2 separate regions of the Mus musculus genome follow, and region 2 is linked to region 1. The links are chromatin contacts, called in public promoter capture Hi-C maps. All regions are on one chromosome and are shown on one strand. Each heading gives the region's core, a stretch centred on a gene start, on an enhancer-like site or on the middle of the called end of the contact. The rest is flanking DNA. Distances are from core to core; before and after follow the strand shown. Region 1 holds the start of Fbxw5 (F-box and WD-40 domain protein 5). Region 2 holds the start of Wdr5 (WD repeat domain 5).

Region 1 (3,652 bases), core at 467-2,966:
ATCTGATCTTCTGTCAGGTTGGCTTCCCTGACTCGCCGCTCAAACACATCCAGGACAGAGTCATTCACTGGCAGTGAGCGGACTGTGGGGTAGGCAGAGTTCCAGTGCTTTCAACATGGCAGGGAACCCAGGACACACAGCCAGGTCAGCTGTGTGTCCCTGCCCCATCCAGTTCCCACCCCATCCCATGTGTAGCTGTTCATCAAGGGTGCCTACTGCCAAGAGTATGGGGATAGAAAAGGAATGAGAAGGGGTGTGTGTCCATCTGGGGACGCCCTGTCCATCAAGGTGGACCTGGAGGATGCAGAGCACAGGTCATGTGTGAAAAGCACAGGCCATGTATGATCACAGGACTAGTCCGCACCGTATAGTTTCACAGACAGCTTCCTTCCCTGTTCCAGGTACAGGATGGCAAAGCTCTGATAGTCAGTCTCAGCAACCACCATATGCACTGGTCCACGGGCCCGTGAGACTGCGGCAGAACCACAACAGCACATCAGTCCTTTCCCCTCTGCCTCCAGCCCAGAGCCCTCTCCCTTGATGCCCCTGCCTCACCTTGGAACAAGAAGCGGCCAGGGACCCCTGTGTTCTCAAAGAGTTGGCGTACCTGCCAACATATCCCATCTCTGGGGAGGGGAAGAAGGTATGTCATAAGAGGAGGCACCCAGACTCTAGGAACCCCAACCCAGGAGAGGCCATATGGGATAGCTATCTAGGCCACAGAAGAGCTAGAGATGAGGTTTAGAGTCAGGAGGGCAGAGTAAGATGGGCTCAGGGGCTGGGATGAAGTCCTGCTGGGACTCACAGCTTTCGGAAGGTGCTGACAGCCATAGCTGCACCCTGGGGAGCTGCGTGCAATGTGGTGGCCTCAGCTCGGTGTCCCTGCTCCTGAAGAAAGCGGCACGAAGAGCCCACAGCCACCAGGAGCCATGTCCCTGCAAACTGGAAGTTGACTATGAGTGCTCAGGACTGGGGAAATGGGGCACCCTGGACCAATCCCGCCAAGCTAGGCAGGTTCTTATTGCTCTTTTACCTACCCCCACTCACTCCCAGATTTTACCTTCTGAGCACTGAAATTGACCTGGGCCTGGATAGTGCTGATGGGGGAGGTAGACCCAATAGGCTTTCGAGTCCTTTGGCCCAGCGAACTGGCTGTCAAGAGCAGGGTGAAGAACAACACAGCCCCTGGAGACAGCATGGCCAACCTGCTACGGACAGTAGGTGACAGGACAGCGAGGTGGAGGGGTGCACTGTCCTAGGTCAGAGTCCACTGTCCAGTGCCACAGGAAGCACAGTCCAGGAAGTCCACATCTGTCTTCCGATTACTGAACCCCTAACCCAAGCCAGGGTCCATCCTAGAACCTAGCCTTGATAGGAGCTGGGCATTGTGTCCCAAGTGCAAAGTTAAGAGTTGACCTCTGCACCCCTATTTCCACTTGTGGTCAGTGCTCAACCCTATGCATGCAATAACTGTCTTTAACTCCACAACCAACAAGAACGTGCTCATAAAGTCACTTGTTCAAAGCCCAGCAGCAGAGAGAGCAGAGGCAGAGTCTCGAACCGGCCCAGCTGAGCCTGGCTCAATCCTCCGTCCTTTAGGGTAGCCAGGAGTGAGTACTGTTCTGTGAGTCAGAACGCTCGGAAAGTAAGAGTTTGCGCAGGCGCATAAGAAACGCTGGCTGCTAGTCGGAGCCTGAGGCGCAGGCGCAAGACGGGGAAGGGGGGGGGGGGGGAACGGTCCATCGATGCCTCGGGGCTCTCAGCGTCGAGCCTGGCGCCTCCATAAAGACGTGGAGGTGGAGACTAGAGCGGCGGCGGAAGCCGGGCGCAGCGCAGCGGGCAGAGGCACCGCGGTGAGTCCCGGCTTTGGCCCCGCCGTGCTCACTCACCTGTGTCATCTGCCCTGTCCCCAGTCACCAGCCTTGTGCCCCATTACTCCCAGTCCTGCATTCACCAGCCTTCTGCCACCTTCGGTGTCCCTTGTCCCCGATCGTGGCCTTCGTTTATTTTCTCGGGCCTGGTCCCGGTCATGGGCCTCGCTCTGCCTTGTCCTACTTTAACTGGCTTTTGTCACCTTCACGGGCTTTGTTCACTGTCACCATATTTTTTTCCTGCAATGTCTACACTTGTACAGCCTTTGGTGGCCTTATCTGGCCAGTGATGGCCTTGGCAGGTTGACGTCGTCCCAATCCACCCTCCGGTGTTCAGTGGGTGAATGAAGGAGCTGCTGCCCACTCTAGCTAAGCAGCAAAGCGTGGTCCCTGATGTCTCCTCTGACATTCAGAAACCCCAATCACTCTTAACCACCCTCCTGGCCAGGCTGTCTCCTGAGTCCAGAACGACATATGCCACTGGCTAGCAGGAACCCCTTCTCAGAAGAAAGTCAGCCTTGGCCTGAAGTCCTATAGCAGCAAGGTCAAAGACAGGGTGGGCTGCTAAACCTTGGACCTGCCAGTTTGAGCAGCCCAGACCTGTTTGCTTGTCTTGTGCTCACCTGCCTCCCTGTGCCCTGTAGCATTGGGGAAGGCATCAAAGGCCCCCACCTGGAAAGTGGGGCTGCCCCCCACTTCGCAGGTTCTACCTGGCCTAGTAGTACTCAGGGGCTTGCTGTCTGGTCCAGCAAGTCCTTTGGTGTCCTGGAGAATGTAAGGTGGTGCAACGTTACTGCCTGGGTCCTTCAAGAAGTGTTGGGTCTGTGGTGGGGCAGTGCTACTTGTACACACAAAGAGAGATGCACACATCCCTCCCCTCCCCCCGCACATGCTCAGTGCAGTGGAATTCTCCGGTGGGCAGTTGGTGGGGCTAGCTAGGACTGCCATGTCTGGAACCCCAGACTATCAGTCTCTCCCTGGGGTTGGCGATGAGGAGGCTTGGGTTCAGAGCCGCCACTGGTGGGTTTCAGGACCGTCTGGGCAGAATGTCACGATGGATGAGGGGGGCCTGCCCCTGCTCCCCGACAGCCTTGTCTACCAGATCTTCCTGAGTTTGGGCCCTGCAGATGTGCTGGCTGCTGGGCTGGTATGCCGCCAATGGCAGGCTGTGTCCCGGGATGAGTTCTTATGGAAGGAGCAATTCTACCGCTACTACCAGGTGGCTCGAGATGTGCCCCGCCACCCAGGTCAGTACACACACCCCTAAACCTGCTGGCTCAGGGCAGGGGCTCATGGCCCAAGGACACACGGGCCATATTGGGGAAGAGGGAGTCTCTGTGAGCAGAAGGGTGCCCCCTGTGGCTGAGACCTAATTAGTGAGTCGTGAGTTCCAGAGTCCCTACAAAACATCTCCCAGTAGCCATGCTGTCTGTCGGCTCTCAATCTTGACTAGTGAGGGAGCCTTGCATGCAGGAGTGACACTATATTGCCCACAGCGGCCACATCCTGGTATGAGGAGTTCCGGCGGCTCTATGACATGGTACCCTGTGTGGAGGTGCAGACACTGAAGGAGCACACTGACCAGGTCCTGCACCTCAGCTTCTCCCACTCGGGGTACCAGTTTGCCTCCTGCTCCAAGGACTGCACGGTGAAGGTGAGGGTGCCTCTCCCATGCAGCAGAACTCAGTGGGAAGAGAAGCCAATGGTGAGAGAAGCAGAGAGGGCCACATAGTGCCTGGAGGCCTGCTCTGGACCACACAAGACCCAAAGCTTAGAACAGC
Region 2 (3,541 bases), core at 463-2,962, 2.0 Mb after region 1:
AGACCAGGCTGGCCTCGAACTCAGAAATCCGCCTGCCTCTGCTTCCCGAGTGCTGGGATTAAAGGCGTGCGCCACTACGCCCGGCCCTACATAACTGTGTTTTTAAAGATATCAAAATTCTTACTACAGATCCAGTGTGAGTAAAAGTTGGAAATCTGGGGCTTCTGGGTCAGGACCCCTTATCCTTTGAGCCTTCCATGCTGGTCTTGAAGTTCTAATATTTCTGCCTCTAACTATCTAATACTTGTGCTGTTGCACTTGGTTTATGAGTGTTGGGGATTGGCTCCAGGGCTTCTTGCATGCTATGCATACACTTTACCTGGATTTTCAGCAATTCCTTTGGCTGGAATTTTGAAAAGGCCACATCTTAGGTAGAGCCGGGATGAGGATGGAGGTGGACAGGTTTGAATGTTATCTGAGAGGTGGGTGGCAGAGGATTAGGTTTGGTTTCCAGTCCGGTTAGCTAGGCAGATACGGAGATGTTATTCTTACCATCCCATGCTCCACTCCATCCAGGGCTCCTGGCATAGGTCTGTTAGACACACAGATTCGTCTGAACTGTTTCTGTGCCTTTAGCAGGAGATTCCAGGCCAATGTCAGTCTTCTCACACTCTTGTAGCTATGGCAACCACACACTCTCCATTCTCAAGCTTCAGTTGCTTAGTCCCTCCCTCTGCACAGGTTCCCCACGCGTTATATTTGATATTCCCAGACTGGAAGATGAGGCTGCACAGGTCATAGCCACCTCCAAGAGTCTAAGACCATGTGAGTTAGACAGTGAAGTGAGAGGTGCAGACCTGGCTCCAGGTTCTCCTTCTGTCCCTGTGTCCTCCTCTCTGGGTGTTTTCCCCGTTAGTGACAGGAGTAGAGGTGGTCCAACAGGAAAGAGGGCTGTCAAAACTTTGCTAACTGCAGGCCGGCCAGCCTGCTAGGGGCTGTCTTGTGAAAATGAGATAAAGCCTTTAAAATGGAGCTCCAGAGCCACACAGGAGCCAGATTGTAGTGGATGCTGTGGCTGCCTGGAATGTGAACTGCCTGAGCCTACATTCAGGTGCAACTGCATCGTTCCAGATGCATGCATAGCTGGAGGACTTGGAGCCCCTGTGTTAGGGACACTTGCCTTTCCTGTCCACATTCTTTCTTGTTTGTCTTCTAAGTCAGGTAGCTCCTCTCTTGTCAGCGTGCAGGCTTCCTTCTCTACAGTAGTGCCCTGCCTTCCCTGGACACTACTGTAGATCTCTCCCTGCAGCGGTAGCTCCTAAGACCTTTTTCGGAGTGTGTCTGTGTGGGGTGGTGGTGGTGGTACAGCGTAGCCTCCTTATGGCCCTGTAGAAGAGAGGCAAGTATGTTCAATTTGAGCTGTGGTTTGCAGCGGCAGGAAGCCCCCCGCCTTGCGGTAGGCTGGGGAGGCCGCAGGAGCTCCGGACTTCCGGACCTCGTGGACATCCACCAGTGGCACCAAGAGGTTTCCCAACAGTCCTGGGCAGGCACGGGCCAGCACAGGCAAATTGTAACTGTTAGCTTGGCTACACAGCCTAGAATAACAGGAGAGGCACCTAAGCACGTTCTCACCCATCTTTAATTCTAGAGTGCTCCAGTCTGCAGTTACCGAACACCAGTAGCGGTCAAATAGGAAGCGAGAACCACAGACGGCCCCTTTAAGGCGCTCCGCCTCCTCTAGTTTTTCTGACCCTCGTCGCCGCCCGTTGTCCCGCCCCTCGCGCACGCGCAATCCCTCCCGCCTCCCGCGCCGCTGCCGCCTAGTCCAGCAGATCGTCTGCTCTCGCGCGTAGGGCTAGCCGACGCGACGCCAGAGCGCCCGGCCCCGCCGCCGCGGCCCCGGCAGGTAAGCGAGAAACCCGGTCCCGCGGGCGCGAGGCGAGCGGCGGCCACGAGGGCCCTCGGGCTCCGGGCTCCACAGCGCCGCACGTGTTCCGAGGGCCTCGGGCCGGGCCGGACGCCGCATTTGCGGCCGCGCCCCGACCCCGCCGCCCCTTGTGGCCGCCACGGCCCGCTACTTCCACTGCGGCCCCTGCTACGCCCCTAGACCCTTAGTCCTGCGAGCTTCTCGAGACTCACACCTCAGACTGGCGTCACTGGGAGTGGAATTCTCTGTCTCATCGGGGACACCCAGCCAGCGTCGCGCAGGTTTCCTTGGCCACTTGGCGCCTCTCGTGCTGCGGGCACAACCCTCATTTGTGTCCTAGCGCAAGTTTCTACCTGACTAGGGCTGACCGGTCAAGGGTTTCTGAACATTGTCCGGGACAGCCGGGCAGTTGAGCGCACAGTGGTGTGAAGCCAAGGCTACTAGTACCTAGGTATCTAGGAGCCCAGAGAGGATGGGTTGGAGTTCTTTGTTGGGTTACCTACTGCACTCACCTGAGTGACTGAACCATTCTGTCTTCCCATACTTGTGTACTAGGGTGGAAACCAGGAGTCTACATTTGACTGGAGGGAGACTGATGGCTGCTGCCCTTCCATAGTCAGGCTCACTCTAGTGTAAAGCCCCGGCTGCGGCTGCCGGTTACCTACCTCCTTTGTGGGCAGTGGAGGCCAGCTCCAAACCACCTGCTGAGGATCCTGCTTAACCCAGCTTCCTCCCAGACCTGCCCTCCCCAAGTCCTGCTTTCCTGAGTGCTCTGTCTTGGACTCTACCCTGTGGAATTGGAAAGTGGTGGTCTCCTTTGAGCCGGTTTCAGGTTGATGCTAGCCTCACATTTAACTGCTTTGAATTCCTGAGCCTCCTGAATGCTGTGAGGCAGATTGGCTAATGTTGATATTCTTTCTTTCTTTCTTTCTTTCTTTCTTTCTTTCTTCCCCGTTTTTGTTTTTGTTTTTTGGTTGGTTGTTTGGGGCCCACATCCTTAGAGCTCTTCATCCTTAGAGCTGGAATTAAAGTGGGTGGTGCTACAACTAGTGTCTTCAGATGTTAATATTTGTCTTCCTGAAAGACCCAGCTTATTAACGATGTGATGGGCAGGGCTGGGTGGTGGTGTGCTTGTTGGCAAGGTCATCCACCTGCTGTTAGGTGAATCTCTTTATATGCTAAAAGAAGCTTAGTTCCTAGAGACTTCCCACACTGGAGATAGATCTGCCCTACACTGTTGGCCTTTCATTTCACTGGAGTAGGGAGATGAGATGCTGGTTGAAAGAGACTTTCTAGCCCTTTTCATTACTTAAGTCTCAGCTCCTGTTGCTACCTGTATGGTCCACAAAAGTGGTTGCTATGGGAACTCATGGCCATAGTTGCATTAAGAATAAGCACCAGGTCAGGCCTGGTAGTTGATTTATGCCTGTTACACCAACCATACCAAGCTTGAGACTGGTTTTTTAATACCAGTGCATAGCAAGACCCTGTCTCCAAAAAGCTAAAAGCACCAAGCAGCTGGTATTTCCTGGGCACAAGAGCTTTGTTTGTGGAGAGGCCCCTGGGACCTACCCTAGTCTGATCCTTGCACCTGGGCTTGAGCTACAGCGGATTTGACCTTGATGGAGATGGCTGCAGGTAAAACAGCTTGGCTGCACCTGTGTGGTGCATGGT

The links. Promoter capture Hi-C pulls out the DNA fragments that hold promoters and counts their contacts.
Region 2: a contact with region 1 is called in a promoter capture Hi-C map of pre-B cells, with 2.9 times the contacts expected there. The contact joins the promoter of Wdr5 here to the promoter of Fbxw5 in region 1. A contact is called at or near these places in 2 of 39 promoter capture datasets (liver and pre-B cells).

What each region holds. Positions count from the first base shown.
Region 1 is chr2:25,499,034-25,502,685 of GRCm38.p6, forward strand. Fbxw5 (F-box and WD-40 domain protein 5) reads left to right here and starts at 1,717. Exons shown (of 9, transcript NM_013908.5): 1 at 1,717-1,853; 2 at 2,903-3,118; 3 at 3,368-3,525. The coding sequence starts at 2,926. C8g (complement component 8, gamma polypeptide) reads right to left here and starts at 1,473. Exons shown (of 7, transcript NM_027062.2): 1 at 1,061-1,473; 2 at 806-942; 3 at 556-626; 4 at 365-472; 5 at 1-82. The coding sequence starts at 1,198.
Region 2 is chr2:27,513,435-27,516,975 of GRCm38.p6, forward strand. Wdr5 (WD repeat domain 5) reads left to right here and starts at 1,713. Exons shown (of 14, transcript NM_080848.2): 1 at 1,713-1,846.